2 separate regions of the Xenopus tropicalis genome follow, and region 2 is linked to region 1. The links are chromatin contacts, called in public Hi-C maps. All regions are on one chromosome and are shown on one strand. The core of a region is the stretch at or near the end of the contact, and the rest is flanking DNA. Distances in the headings are between cores, read along the strand shown.

Region 1 (7,400 bases), core at 793-3,292:
CTACCTGGCTGCCATTTCTTTCTCTTCAAGAATGTAAATAATGTTTATAAGGAGATTTGTAGAATTGTCTTATATTTTGTACAAATAAAGATACTTTCAATATATTTTTTCTGTTTGTTTCGATCAATGTAAGCTTTATTCAGTCACTTTATTCTCATGTAGTGTCTGATTGTGTGCCTACAGGTCCAGACTGACAATCTATGGATTCTGGCAAATGCCAGAGGGGCTGCTGTAAGATGCCATAGACAGTCACTATTTAGTGGGCTTTGTGGGGGGGGGAGGGCGGCTGTTTGGGCCTCTGTGTACTAGAAGTGCCAGGGCCTATTTTAAACCTGGACCTGTGGGACCTTTGGAGCCAGTACACTAACAGGCTGCAGATATGAACTGCCTAAGGGCTCAGGAAAATGTAAATCGCCGGTGGGATGGCATACACGGTGGCGCGATTTCAGTAAAATTGCAGAAGTTTCCGCTCAAGGCAACTTCCGTGATTTCACTGAAATCGCGCCACTGCGTATGCCATCCCACCGGCGATTTACATTTTCGCCGGTGGGATGACTATCCGGGGAGATTAGTCGCCCGCGAACAGAGAGATTTGTCACTGGCGACTAATCTCCCTGTGTGCCAGAGCCCTTATATAGAGAGGTGTGTTTTACAATTTGGTCAATTACCATGAACAACATATCATCCATGCTGACATTTCAAAGAAGTCATAAATGGCATGATCATGTAAAGTCACAGAAAACATTGTAAATCACATTATTTTTATACATTTTTAAGCAAGCTGAGACTGACACTGGTAGCTCTGTTTATATTAACTTAATAGTTCCAGTGGAAAACACAGTAATAATTTCTCTCTGAATAACCCCTATGTACTGGGGGTTTTTAATCTTGCCATGCTTATTGTTGCCATTAAAAGTGTGCTTCACCTTTATCTTTACTTTAAGTATGTTATAGAATGGCCTATTTTTAGCAGCTTTTCAACTGGTCTTCATTTTATATTGAAGGCAAAAAATATTCCTCTGTAAGGCTACACATTTATGGTTATTGTTACTTTGTATTACTTTCTGTTCTTTCTGTTTATGCCCTCCTGTTCATATACCAGTCTCTCTTTGAAACCACTGCTTGGTTGCTAGGTTAAATTGAACCATAGCAACCAGATAGTCATTAAAATTCCAAACTGGAGAGCTGCTGAACAAAAAGCAATATAATTCAAAAACCGCAAATAAAAAATGCAGGTTTCTACATTGTACTAAAAGTTGATTTTTTGAAATAAATGTTTGATAAGCTTTACAAAACTTGCAATAACGTATACCTTGCTTGCTTGTTAGTGTTCTGTGCTGCACCCAAAATAATCATCAAAAACCAAGTAGAAGGAAGGAAGGACTCTGGCAAGACCTTCCTTTTTACTTGGTTCCCATAAAAGTAAATCTAAACACAAGGTATGGCGTGGATCAGAAGGGAACCTGGAACCGTATTATCTATGGCTTTGCCACAATGGTATTTTTATGATGTTCTTCAGCACGCATGTCCCTATAACTTGTATTTTGGATTTAATATAGGATTGGATATAGGATAGGATAATATAGAAAAGATTAAATTTTTTTTAAATTCATCAGTTGGCCCTCTGTTTTCATGGGCCCCTGACTGGTAAACACTTGCACACCTGAGCATTGGGAGATGGCGTGGCCTGGATTCTCGTGCCTGGACTTGCAGAACAAATACACTGTTATATCCCAGTGGCCACTAATCTGTAAGTAATCCCAAGCAGTCAGTAAGAGAAATGGAACCTACTCAGCTTCTGGGAGCAAAAAGAAATCGTCTTTCATTAACACTCATGCAGAAGAAAAGTGAGTTCCGTTTCCATGGCATGAGAAAACAGCTTCAGTTTCTTTATTGGGCTCAGTTGCTAGGCACCGGTTCTGAACAGTGTGGTTTTACTGGCATGCCAGAGAGGGACACTGAGAGATTACCCAGCAGCATCAGTGTTTGGGTTGGTAGCCATACACTAAACAGACACTCCTTGCAGATTGCATGGACTTGCTGTTCTTGTTCCTCCCAGCAATGAATAGGGCTGTGTGCTCTCTGTGAGTAACAATGTGAGTCAGGGCCCTCCTCCTTATCACACACTGCTGCTCAGATACTGCACAGGTCCCTGCTCCTCACCTGTGTGTTGTACATGGTCGCCATAGTGATACACCTTCTGCTTGTGCCTCGCACTACTGCTCAGAGCCACTCATCTGCAATGGGCAACGTTCTGGTCACCTGCTGGGAATGTCACCTTCTTCAGTGAGATTCTAATCCATTATTATTCTCTGGAATTGAATGTCTGTGGATTCTTTATTCTACTTGACCTCAGCCCGCCAGGTAAGCAGCGCTTAGATGGACCACACTTCCACTATAGTTTCTAATGCTGCGTTAAGGCTTTGTGCCCCTGCAGTTTTATATGGTGCCATGTGTGTATAATGAGTGGTTTCTGGTGTGTGCCCAAATTGCTATGCCCACCAACTAGATTTATGGGCTTTTGGTTGAACCACATCAATGTGACAAGTGTGTCTGCCTTCAGCCACTTCCCATTGGTCTGAATGAACTGTGGTCATCTGAAGTATCTATTTTTTAGGGGGAAGTGGGGGGTCAGGAGTGTTATGGAATGCAAAGCCTTATGGGTCATACTGCCAGAGGCAGATCCAAAAACCTGTTGGCATAAACATGTAGGTAATTATGGGAAACTGTTGGTGCCTTCTTGGCAAATCAGAATATGTGCACAACCAGTAATTCAGAGCTGACAGTTTATTGATTGAGGTACTGGCACAATAGCCCCTTCATTGGCAGAAAAACATTTTGTAGCTGGCAAATTAAGGAATAAGGTCTTTCATTAGCTAATAAGAAAGAGGTACCTTAAGGAGCACAGCAAGCCATACATGCCCAGAACTGGTTGTATTTGATTTGATTTCAAACCTGCCCATTTTACTGGGTATGCATGCCAAACCATGGATCTATCCATTTGCATGGGGGGGGGGGGGTGGAAATCTCCATGTTTTACCCACAATGCTGCCCCCCCCCCCCAGAAATCTAGTGTAATTTATGGTTTGCAACTTGTTTTAGTTTTTGGCAGTATACGATTTTAGAGTGGGGATGGCAACACTTATCCATGTGCATGACATTAGCATTAGCTTCCAGTACACTAGGTGCAAGGCAAATGCATCCGTGTAGATCAGTGGTTCTGGCTGAAGAGCACGCAGGTGCCCTTGAATTACATTCAATCTATGTAACAGTTTAAGGTGTTATTTCTCTCAAAATCTTTAAAGGGGAACTCCACCCAAAGACAAGCTTTTGAAAATTAAACATAATTTCAAGCAACTTTGCAATATACATCAATTAAATGTGCAGCCTTTTGATGATTTTGAATGTAATAATATGGTTTGGAACAGTTACCTAAGCCCGGCCCCCTGTTCCCCTGCTGATCTGGCTGGCTACTTTAAAACTCAAAAAAAAAAAATGTAACAGCAGTCGACTGTCCTCAGTCTGCCTTCAGCCTGCATCTTCCCAATCCCACAATCCCCAGCACATATGATGTCAATAAGGAAAGGAACATCACAGTGCAATGCATTGTGGGTTATGTAGTTCCTGCATGCTGCCTGTAAGCTGTGGAGAAGTTGTTACAATTTGTAACATCAATGTTTTAGTCCCTCCTCCCCTGCCAGGATTTCAAATGATGCAGAAAGAGAAGAACTGTTTTGCAGCTGGATTTCAGCATATAAACATGGTATTTATTCATACCTTTTGAGAGAACATGTTACAGTGAGAGGTATATTAGGAGTTTGGAAGCCAGAGGTTTGTTATCCATCCACTACAATGTGATTATTTTTTATTAAAATGAAGTTTACTTACAGATTGTAGACAATGACTTCCCAATCAATCTGGTTAGTGCTCACCGTGCAGCAGTTTCTTTGACATACCTGTGTGTAAATGATTAGCCATCCTATTAATGTTACATGTTTATTTGGCAGGTTGAGGACAATTTAAAGAATTTAGTTCCGTCAGACAGTAATAATATGCCAAGAACAGTGCCATCGGGAACTGGCAGTATTACATCCATCAACCTAAACTCTAAAGAGCTGACAGAAATCCCCCCTGATGTATTCAGATGTACTAATCTGCAGTGTCTGCTTCTCAGCAACAACTTCATGACGCATCTGCCAACAAGTCTATGTCATCTTTCTAAACTGGAAATTTTGTCGCTTGAAGGGAATGCCCTGGTTTCCTTACCCCCTGAAATCTGCAGCCTTTCCCAGCTGACAGCTTTGAATGTCAATCATAACCAAATAGCAGTTTTGCCCCATGAGATATCAGGTTTAAAGAACATTAAGCAACTCTTCGCTAACAACAATAAGCTGAGCCAACTGCCTCCATGCTTGGGAGACCTCACAACCCTACAGGTTTTGTGTATAAGTGGGAACTCAATGAAAACTCTTCCAGACTCAACAGCCTCTCTTAAGAATTTGCATGTGCTAAACTTGGACGGCAATCAGATTTCTGCACTGCCAAAAGCTGTTTTCAGGCTTTCACAGCTTGTTAAGCTTTGCCTTTCTGGAAACCAGATCAAAAGTCTACCGAAAGAAATTGGGGATCTCAAGAACCTGAGAGAGCTTTCTCTGAGCAGCAACCAGCTCACCTTCCTACCAGTCCAGCTCTACAATCTGACCAGCCTGGAGGAGCTCACCCTAGATGACAACAAGCTGACTGCTATATCAGATAAGCTCCAAAACCTTAAACAGCTGAAGGTGCTCTCCATTGCCAATAACCTACTTACAGATATCACAGAAAAGGTGTGCTGGTGTCCTGCTATCGAGTGCCTAAAACTGAATGGCAACCAAATGTACAGACTTCCTACAAAGATTCATAATCTTAGGAATTTAAAAGAGTTGCATATTGAAAGAAATGCACTGGAAATGCTACCAGACCAGCTGGCACATCTAAACAACCTCTCTGTCATTGTATGTGCCAACAATAATCTGCTATGGATTCCAATTGAACTGAAGAACTGCAACCAGATAACCAAGCTAGACCTTAGTGGCAATAAACTGTCAGAAGTGCCTCAAGCTTTGTCCTCCATGACTTCTCTTTTGTATTTAAATCTGAACCAAAATGAAATTCACGAAATTGCAAATAGTATCATTCACAATAGAAAACTAGAACATTTGGAATTAAGTGGAAATAAACTAACTGTGTTCTCAGTGCACTTTTGTGGCCTTCACAACCTGGCCTACTTAGATCTCAGTAGGAATGAAATAAACTCAGTTCCTTCAGCCATATCCAACCTGGAATCCCTCAGTGAACTCCTCCTGCATTCCAATAAGTTTAGACGGTTTCCCATTGAACTGTGTGCCTTAAAGTCCCTGCAGAAAATTGACCTGTCAGGAAACCAGATAGAGACTGTACCATCAGGAATCAGTTTATTAGAAGGGCTTCGATATGTGAATCTTTCCAACAATAGTTTTAAGGTATTTCCCAGGGAACTATTTAGTGTTTCGTCGCTGGAAACTCTGAAGATTAGCCAGAAAGATGGCAGAAAGGTAAAATTGTCTTATAGGCATTGTTGCTTTTTTTTGTTCAGGTAATTTTTATTGTAATCAAATCACATACACTGGTACAGACATAATACCATTAGCAGTACTCAAGAAGATATTACATATATTTCCAGCTTTATAGTCAAATACATGTCACGTCATATACCTCACAGCATACCCAAAGTTGTAGAGATATGTAACTGGCGACCTGGGGGTTGGAGAACCTTAAGGTAGATGGCTCTGTACAGATGAATAGCAGGGGACCTAATGGAGTAGAAGTGGCTTTGTATATGGATATGGGGGGGGGGGTGCTATGTAACGTGGGCTACCCAACTACCCCAAATATTAGTAAAGGTGCCAAGTTTCCCCTTCCTGCTCAGCGAGTGCCTTTATTGTAGGCAGACCATGTTTACGGCCTTGAGCCATAGGTCATTGGTAGGCGCTATTTGCACTTTCCAGTTAAGGGTAATAAGTCTTCGGCTTGAAAGAGTACCTTGGCTAGAAATACCTTTTTGTCAGCATTTAGCTCTAGACCAGAGGTGATACCTAGCAGGCATAGTTTAGGAGCAGGGATGACGTTAGTATCAGTTACTGCTCATATTTTATTCAGGATTTTGACCCAGTCATTTTTCAGCAGGGGGCAAGACCAGAGCACATGCAGTAAGGTGCCAGTTTCTTCCTGGCATCTGAGGCATTGGGGGGATGTTTCTGGATATATTGGGCATTGTTGCTAGTTAATATTTCTTTAAAAGTGATATCTATTGCAACTAGATATATTGGAGTTGGCCAACCAGCATAACTTCAACTTAAGAGCATTTCATATTACGTTTTCTCTTGATATTTGTTCCTAACATTTATTCATCTATGACAATACAACTAATGATTTAGATTGAACCAATCCTTCATGCTTTTCACTTCATCCAACAAAATACTAAACATACTTTTCCCGGGGAAGTAATATTATTTCTGGGGCACACTTTTGAAAACAAGCTTGGCATGCATCAAGTATAGTTGCAAGGTGCTAGAAGCCAGCTGCCAATAATAGGATGGGTTTTAGGTTGATCACAGGGAGAGTGCTTGGCCTTACATTATAAGCCATTTATTGATCTACTTATCAGATATGCCTATATTTGTCATTATTAGAAGTACTTCACGTCTTCAACTTGAAGCTGGCTTAAGTGTCTCTCCCTTTACCTTTAATAATAACATGTACTTCTGTTTTAGTTAATAAGCCTTCCAGATGAGCTGTCTAAATTGAAGAACCTCAAGGAACTTGAAATTTCAGACAATAATATAAAAACCCTCCCGGGCAGCATTGGAGAAATGAAGAACTTGGTTCAGCTCACTGCAACCAGCAACCAACTGTACCATCTTCCTGCATCAATATCATCCTTGGCTGCTCTTCAGCAGCTCAGCCTGAAAGGTAAGAAGCCCCAGTGCCCATCATGATGGTGGGAACACAGCACTGTCCCTATAGACATGATAGAAGGTGAATGTTGACTGTTCAAAACCTTACCAGATCCATTTGACAAAAACAGTGTGAAAAATATAATTTTACAAAACTGGTGGTAAAATTCCAGTTTAGCCTTGAGGTATACATATATGACTTTATTTAGTTGAATAATTGTACAGTACCTCCACTGCAATAAGCCCACACCACTGTTCTGTTGTAAAAGCAACAATAAATGCAATATTCCAAATGTAGGTTTTCATAGCTAGAGAAGACTTCCAGGATAGGGCAGCCTCCCAAGAACGGGTGATTTGGAAGTGGCACGTGTATCCTGTTGCCCGCAGTTACTCCGACAGGCGTGGAAACTCATTTTAAGGCAGTAA
Region 2 (7,712 bases), core at 970-3,469, 250 kb before region 1:
ACAAATACACACACAAAAAAAATTGGTTAGGTGGTTCACTTTAAGTCTGCTTTCAGTATGTAACCTTTTATTTGGTGTTCATTTTTGTAGTTTTTGTTATTTGCCTTTCCTTAATTTCTATTGCTCTGTAAGGCTACAAATGTGTTCATTTTTATTATCTATCATTCTTTTCAGGCCCTCCCCTATTCATCTTCGAGTCTTTTGTTCAAACCACTGCCTGGTAAAATTGTACCCTAGCAACCAGATGGCTGATAAACTTCCAAACTAGATAGCTGCTGAAAAAAAGTGCATAAATTGTCTCAGAATATCACCAAAATATCACTCAAAAACCCCATCACATACCCCTACAGAAATGATAGCAGAAGATACTAAACAGCTCACTGGTATGTAGGGGCAGTTTTCTGGAAAACCAATGCGCCAGTAAAGCAGTACTACACAACTTCATAAGACAGCGAGGGCCCATAAGTCAATAGTGTCCTTAAGTCTTCCCATATTTCTCCCGTTCAGATGAAAGTTCCCATAATGCCGTGCTCCTGCACCGACACCCAGACCAAGTGAACATGCTCAGTTAGTAAGACTATGAGTCAGCTTCCTGCTGATTGGCTCAGATCCACATTCCTAAGGGGGGGAGTGAGTTCTTAGCATTCTTGAGGGAGGGGTGGAGAAGGAATGAGCAGAAAGCAAAGAGCTGCGTGTCTCTGGCACAGGAAAACAGACACAACGAATCTTTTGACAGAGAACTCAGTGCAGCGTTTCTGTGAGTGCTTATGGCTGTATTTACATAGACCTTTCTAATAAAGCTTACTTAGTTTTTACCTTTCCTTCTCCTTAAAAACCTCACCCACATCCAACATTTTCTTTACTTTTTCTTTGTTTCTGTCCTGCTTTTCCCTTCACCTTTTCCATATGTAAATTTGTGTTCTTCTCTAACAATTTTATTGCTATTCCAGAATTTTACTCTCTTCTTTTCTCTATCATCGGTCTCCAGCCTTAAGCTGGCCATACACGTGGCGATCTGACGATGTTTTGTGCGACCATCGGTCGCACGAAACATCGTCAGATTCGCCACACACAGTCAGGGCTGAAACAGCAGATAAGGAGGTAGAAACAATAGGATTTCTACCTCCTTCTGCCGATTCAGCCCTGATGGCAGATTTTGGTCAGGCGCCTTCTATGGCGCCCGATCAAAATTTTCTAACCTGGCCGATCGGCGAGTCGACCGATATCAGCAGCTTCCTGTGATATCGGTCGACTCGCCGACATGCCATACACGCACCGAATATCGTACGAAACGAGGTTTCGTACGCTAGTATCGGTGCGTGTATGGCCAGCTTTATTCTCAGAGAGCCTTTCTCTACTTGCTTTAATGCTCCGCCATCTTTTTTTATGTACCCTTCTCTCCGAACAACCATTGTCTCTGTTCTTTACAGAATTATTCTAAACTTGTATTCTCATTCTTATGCTGCTTTCCCAATTCTCCTTACTTTGCTTTCCCATTTACCTTCTGCTCCACCTTTCCTTATTGTCCCACCATCTCTTTGTTTACCATAAATCCTGAATTATTATTTCCACTTATCTTCACTGTATTTTCTCTGCACTTCTTTGTTAGTTTTTTAACCCCTGCATTGCCAGGATAGCCAGAGCCCAGGCCAACACACATGTAATACACAGATACAGCACAGACACATCTATTTCCCCATCCGCCCTGCTACTTCTCTTGCTGCTGTGTTTCCTTTCTTACCTATCTCTTTAAGCTAATATAATAATTGTATCCCACCTATTAGTTTCCCTTCATTTAACCCTCTCTCTCCCCTATTTCTATATTACCATTTTAATCTCCATCACGCCCATTCTTTTGTTTTCTCTTGTTTTGTACTTTATTTCATTCTGCTTTTCAGTACCTTCCTACTCTGCTATTTGTCCCCCTTCTCTGCTGCCGTCACACTTTCTTTCCCAGCATGTTTGCACTATCTGATTAGTTCTTTAGCCTTGGCATGTGTGTTATTCCCAACAGCAATGTGGTACAAAGGCAGAAGGAAGGGGCCGCACACAGACCGGCTGGGGAAACACATACAGGGAGTCAGTGTGGGACCTACCGCCCAATAGTCCGGCTCCTCAGCACATCCCGCACATCCCGCACCGCCAGATCGCTGTTTAAATATCCCGCAACACCTTAAAGTCTCCCGCACTTCCGCAAGCGGCTAATTCAGGCGTCACAAATCTCATCTTGCGAGACTGTGACGTCACGTCATTACGCAAAATGAGTGCGCCCACCCTCCGCCGGGAGTTGGACTCTCCGTTAACCCTAGTCACTAAGGTAGGCGAACCGTGGGACTGTGGGAAAGCTATCAGGAGGGGAGCCTGACACTATTATCTCTCTATATGGCGCTGATACCGCCTGGGCCTGGCTGCATCGGTGTGTCTGTGTACCCAGCATGGGGCTCTGTGGCACTTTCACTTCAGCTCCCGTTTGTCCTGCGGTTAGTCACTTTCTTTCTCCATGTGCCATACATATATAGTAGAGCCAATCAACTCTGAGTGAGTGAAAATATGTCCCCTCCAATGGGATGTGCATTTTATTGACAGAAACCTAATGGAAGCCGAGAGGAGGCCTGTCCAAGCGTTCTTGTGATCCTTTATCCAGAAACCTGTTACCCAGAAAGTTCCAAATTACGGAAAGGCCATATCCCATAGACTCCATTATAAGCAAATAATTCTATTTTTTTTAAATGATTCCCTTTTCTCTGTAATAATAAAACAGTACCTGTACTTGATCCCAACTAAGATATAATTACCCCTTATTGGGGGCAGAACAGCCCTATTGGGTTTATTTAATGGTTAAATGATTCCCTTTTCTCTGTAATAATAAAACAGTACCTGTACTTGATCCCAACTAAGATATAATTACCCCTTATTGGGGGCAGAACAGCCCTATTGGGTTTATTTAATGGTTAAATGATTCCCTTTTCTCTTTAATAGTTAAACAGTACCTGTACTTGATCCCAACTAAGATATAATTACCCCTTATTGGGGGCAGAACAGCCCTATTGGGTTTATTTAATGGTTAAATGATTTCCCTTTTCTCTGTAATAATAAAACAGTACCTGTACTTGCTCCCAACTAAGATATAATTACCCCTTATTGGGGGCAGAACAGCCCTATTGGGTTTATTTAATGGTTAAATGATTTCCCTTTTCTCTGTAATAATAAAACAGTACCTGTACTTGATCCCAACTAAGATATAATTACCCCTTATTGGGGACAGAACAGTCCTATTGGGTTTATTTAATGGTTAAATGATTCCCTTTTCTCTGTAATAGTTAAACAGTACCTGTACTTAATCCCAACTAGGATATAGTTAATCCTTATTGGATGAAGCCAGAGATTCCTGGCAATATTCAGCCAACTGAACCTGAACCAAATGTTTCCTGTCTTTTCACTGCGCAGGAAGCCGGGGGTCACAGAGTTGTTGGCTGCCTGTCTCATCTGAGTTCTGATTTTGTTTAGTATTGGACTGGGTTCTTGATATAAAACAATCTTTCTCTATTCTTTGTGTGGACACTGTTTTATATACAGTTCTGTTTGAAACCACTTGAATATAGAACCCTTTATCCAGAATGCTCGGGATCAAGGGTATTCCGGATAAGGGGTCTTTCCGTAATTTGGATCTCCATACCTTAAGGCTACTAAAAAATCAATAAAACATTAATTAAACCCAATAAGACTGTTTTGCATCCAATAAGGATTATTTACATCTTAGTTGGGATCAATTCCAAGGTACAGTTATATTACTACAGAGAAAAAGGAAATCAGTTTTAAAATTCTGTATTATTTGGAGAGCTTTCTGGATAGTGGGTTTCCGGATAAGAGATCCCATACCTGTATATAGGATAAACTATGCTACAGCACATGCAGGGTTCTGCTTGCCGTTAAAGGATCAATACACTAATTTTCTCCCCAGATCTTGCTTCAGGGACTGAAACATTGTGCCCGCTTCTACACAAAAAAATATAATGATTCCTGTATCGGTGGCCTTACTTCTATGTACTATTGTCACACGTGCATGTCAAGGTTCATTCCGCAACGCAGAACTACATATGTGATTGTGCTTGTGAAGGAATTTTGTGTATTTATGGATTTTGTCCTCTAAATTGTGTCAAGTGCATAACAAGCGATTTGCCATTAGAATTACTATAGCATACAGAAATTCTTGGAATGTTATCAGGTTTGGAGCATTATTCCAGACTTTCCTTATATATTTTAGGGGGGTCAGAGTATTTTTTTGTGTGTCTTACACCACAAAAAATGCACTAAATGTGTTGCATATTCAGTAGCTGAAGAGATCTCCTGTGCAATTTGTATGCACTAACTTCCTTTTGGGGTCTCTAAATGCCAGGTACTTTGGTAATCCTATGCACAATGGGCATCAAACTGTTCAGTGGCCCCTTGGCTTTCATATTTAGGGTATTGTTTATTGGTACCTAATGCCATGTGAGAGATATGATGCTTGAAAGTGGAAGATGAGGCGATTTCTTAGAATTTTCATAATTTTCTATAGAAACTGCAAATTTCAGAAAAGCATTGCTTGTATGGGTATGGCACCTGTTATCCAGAATGCTCGGGACCTGGGGTTTTCCGGATAAGGGTACTTTCCGTAATTCGGATCTCTTACCTTAAGTCTACTGAAAAAATTATTTAAACAGTAATTAAACCCAATAGGACTGTTTTGGCTCCAATAAGGATTAATTACATCTTAGTTGGGACCAAGTACAAGGTACTGTTTTATTATAATAAATGTGAATTATTTGATTAAAATGGAGTCTATGGGAGATGACCTTTCCGTAATTCGGAACTTTCTGGATAATGGGTTTCCGGATAAGGGGTCCAATACCTGTACAGCATTGTATTTAGAGCTCTAAATAATAATTGGCTATTTGGTAGCCCCTATGTGGATTGGCAGCCTATAGAAGGCTCTGTTTGGCTTTACACTGGGTTTTATGCAACCAAAACTTGCCTCCAAGCCAGAAATTTAAAAATGGCAACCTACTTTGAGGCCCCTGGGAAACAACATGTAGCTCACCAACCACTGGTTGGGGATCACTGCCCTACTTATACAGGTGTTGGTGCAAACGGAAGCCTTAAAGCCTGCATGTTTCATTTGCAGTTAGAATAAGCCAACCGTTGGTCTGTTACAGACAACAGAGTAAAAAAAATCTCCCAGAATTCAGTGGGTCGGGTAGCCTAGTGGTAAGGGCATCGGACTTGAAGCGGCCTGCGGACCCGCTAAGGCATAGGTTCGATTCCCGGCCCCGACCCAGATTTTTCACTGGCGACATTCACATTTCCCCACCAATCCTCTTTTTGCAATTTTAAAGGGCAGCTAATAATTTATGATACCAAGCTATCAGATCAGATTTATTGTTTTTTTTTTGGGAATAGCGCCCCTTTTCAGGACATCAAGTCCTGGGATTAATGTAGGAGCCCGTTGGTTACGTGAGAAAATTCATATGCGCTGTTTTCATTTGGTTGCCTCTATATGCCACATAGTTTGGTAAATCTATGCATATTGGGCATCAAACTGTTCAGTAGGCCCGTGGCGTTCATATTTAGAATGTTTTATGTTGGTACATTATGAAATGTAGGATATAGAATAGGGTAAAATGCCAGGTTTGAGACAATTTTCTGAAATGACATAAAAATGACACCATTTAGCTTAGCTTTGCTGTTTGCTGCTTTGCCATACCAAGACATATTTACCCATTTTACTTTGGTAGAATGTGTATTTTCTGAAAATATGAGGTTTTCTGGGGTCATCTTAAATAGACCGCCTGATTTATATGCCATGAAATATGTATGCACTAACTTCTTTTTGGGGTCTCTAAATGCCAGATACTTTGATGCCCATTGTGCATAGGATTACCAAACTGTTCAGTGGCCCCTTAGCTTTCATATTTAGGGTCTTTTATCTTGGTACCTCATGTCATGTGGGAGATATGATGCTTGAAAGTGGAAGCTTTGAGGCGATTTCTTAGAATTTTCATAATTTTTTTATAGAAACTGCAAATTTCAGAAAAGCATTGCTTGTACAGATATGGGACCTGTTATCCAGAATGCTCAGGACCTGGGGTTTTCCGGATAAGGGGACTTTGAGGCCCCTGGGAGCAACATGTAGCTCACCAACCACTGGTTGGGGCTCACTGCCCTACTTATACAGGTGTTGGTGCAAACGGAAGCCTTATAGCCTGCATGTTTCATTTGCAGTTAGAATACGCCAACCGTTGGTCTGTTACAGACAACAGAGTAAAAAAAATCTCCCAGAATTCAGTGGGTCGGGTAGCCTAGTGGTAAGGGCATCGGACTTGAAGCGGCCTGCGGACCCGCTAAGACATAGGTTCGATTCCCGGCCCCGACCCAGATTTTTCACTGGCTACATTCACATTTCCCCACCAATCCTCTCTTTGCAATTTTAAAGGGCAGCTAATGATTTATGATACCAAGCTATCAGATCAGATTTATTGGTTTTTTTTTTGGGAATAGCGCCCCTTTTCAGGACATCAAGTCCTGGGATTAATGTAGGAGCCCGTTGGTTACGTAAGAACATTTATGCGCTATTTTCATTTGGTTGCCTCTATATGCCACATGGTTTGGTAAATCTATGCATATTGGGCATCAAACTGTTCAGTAGGCCCGTGGCGTTCATATTTAGAATGTTTTATGTTGGTACATTATGAAATGTAGGATATAGAATAGGGTAAAATGCCAGGTTTGAGACAATTTTCTGAAATAACATAAAAATGACACCATTTAGCTTAGCTTTGCTGTTTGCTGCTTTGCTATACCAAGACATATTTACCAATTTTACATTTGGTAGAATGTGTATTTTCTGAAAATGAGGTTTTCTGGGGTCATCTTAAATAGACCGCCTGATTTATATGCCATGAAATACAGTGGTGTGAAAAACTATTTGCCCCCTTCCTGATTTCTTATTCTTTTGCATGTTTGTCACACAAAATGTTTCTGATCATCAAACACATTTAACTATTAGTCAAAGATAACACAAGTAAACACAAAATGCAGTTTTTAAATGAGGGTTTTTATTATTTAGGGAGAAAAAAATCCAAACCTACATGGCCCTGTGTGAAAAAGTAATTGCCCCCTGAACCTAATAACTGGTTGGGCCACCCTTAGCAGGAATAACTGCAATCAAGCGTTTGCGATAACTTGCAACGAGTCTTTTACAGCGCTCTGGAGGAATTTTGGCCCACTCATCTTTGCAGAATTGTTGTAATTCAGCTTTGAGGGTTTTCTAGCATGAACCACCTTTTTAAGGTCATGCCACAACATCTCAATAGGATTCAGGTCAGGACTTTGACTAGGCCACTCCAAAGTCTTCATTTTGTTTTTCTTCAGCCATTCAGAGGTGGATTTGCTGGTGTGTTTTGGGTCATTGTCCTGCTGCAGCACCCAAGATGGCTTCAGCTTGAGTTGACAAACAGATGGCCGGACATTCTCCTTCAGAATTTTTTGGTAGACAGTAGAATTCATGGTCCCATCTATCACAGCAAGCCTTCCAGGTCCTGAAGCAGCAAAACAACCCCAGACCATCACACTACCACCACCATATTTTACTGTTGGTATGATGTTCTTTTTCTGAAATGCTGTGTTACTTTTACGCCAGATGTAACTGGACACGCACCTTCCAAAAAGTTCAA

What was found. Hi-C and Micro-C count contacts between places; a contact is called where the count stands out from the background.
Region 2: a Hi-C map of neurula embryo shows a contact between it and region 1, with 1.8 times the contacts expected there. The contact joins the promoter of rpp38 here to the promoter of lrrd1 in region 1. A contact is called at or near these places in 2 of 5 Hi-C or Micro-C datasets (brain and neurula embryo).

The regions. Positions count from the first base shown.
Region 1 is chr6:31,602,261-31,609,660 of UCB_Xtro_10.0, reverse strand. lrrd1 (leucine-rich repeat and death domain-containing protein 1) reads left to right here and starts at 2,042. Exons shown (of 6, transcript XM_002934594.5): 1 at 2,042-2,364; 2 at 4,008-5,573; 3 at 6,792-6,990. The coding sequence starts at 2,323. krit1 (KRIT1, ankyrin repeat containing) reads left to right here. Exons shown (of 17, transcript NM_001127967.1): 17 at 1-104.
Region 2 is chr6:31,852,162-31,859,873 of UCB_Xtro_10.0, reverse strand. rpp38 (ribonuclease P protein subunit p38) reads left to right here and starts at 2,219. Exons shown (of 2, transcript XM_002934588.5): 1 at 2,219-2,317. gatad1 (GATA zinc finger domain containing 1) reads right to left here and starts at 2,224. Exons shown (of 7, transcript NM_001170506.1): 1 at 2,097-2,224.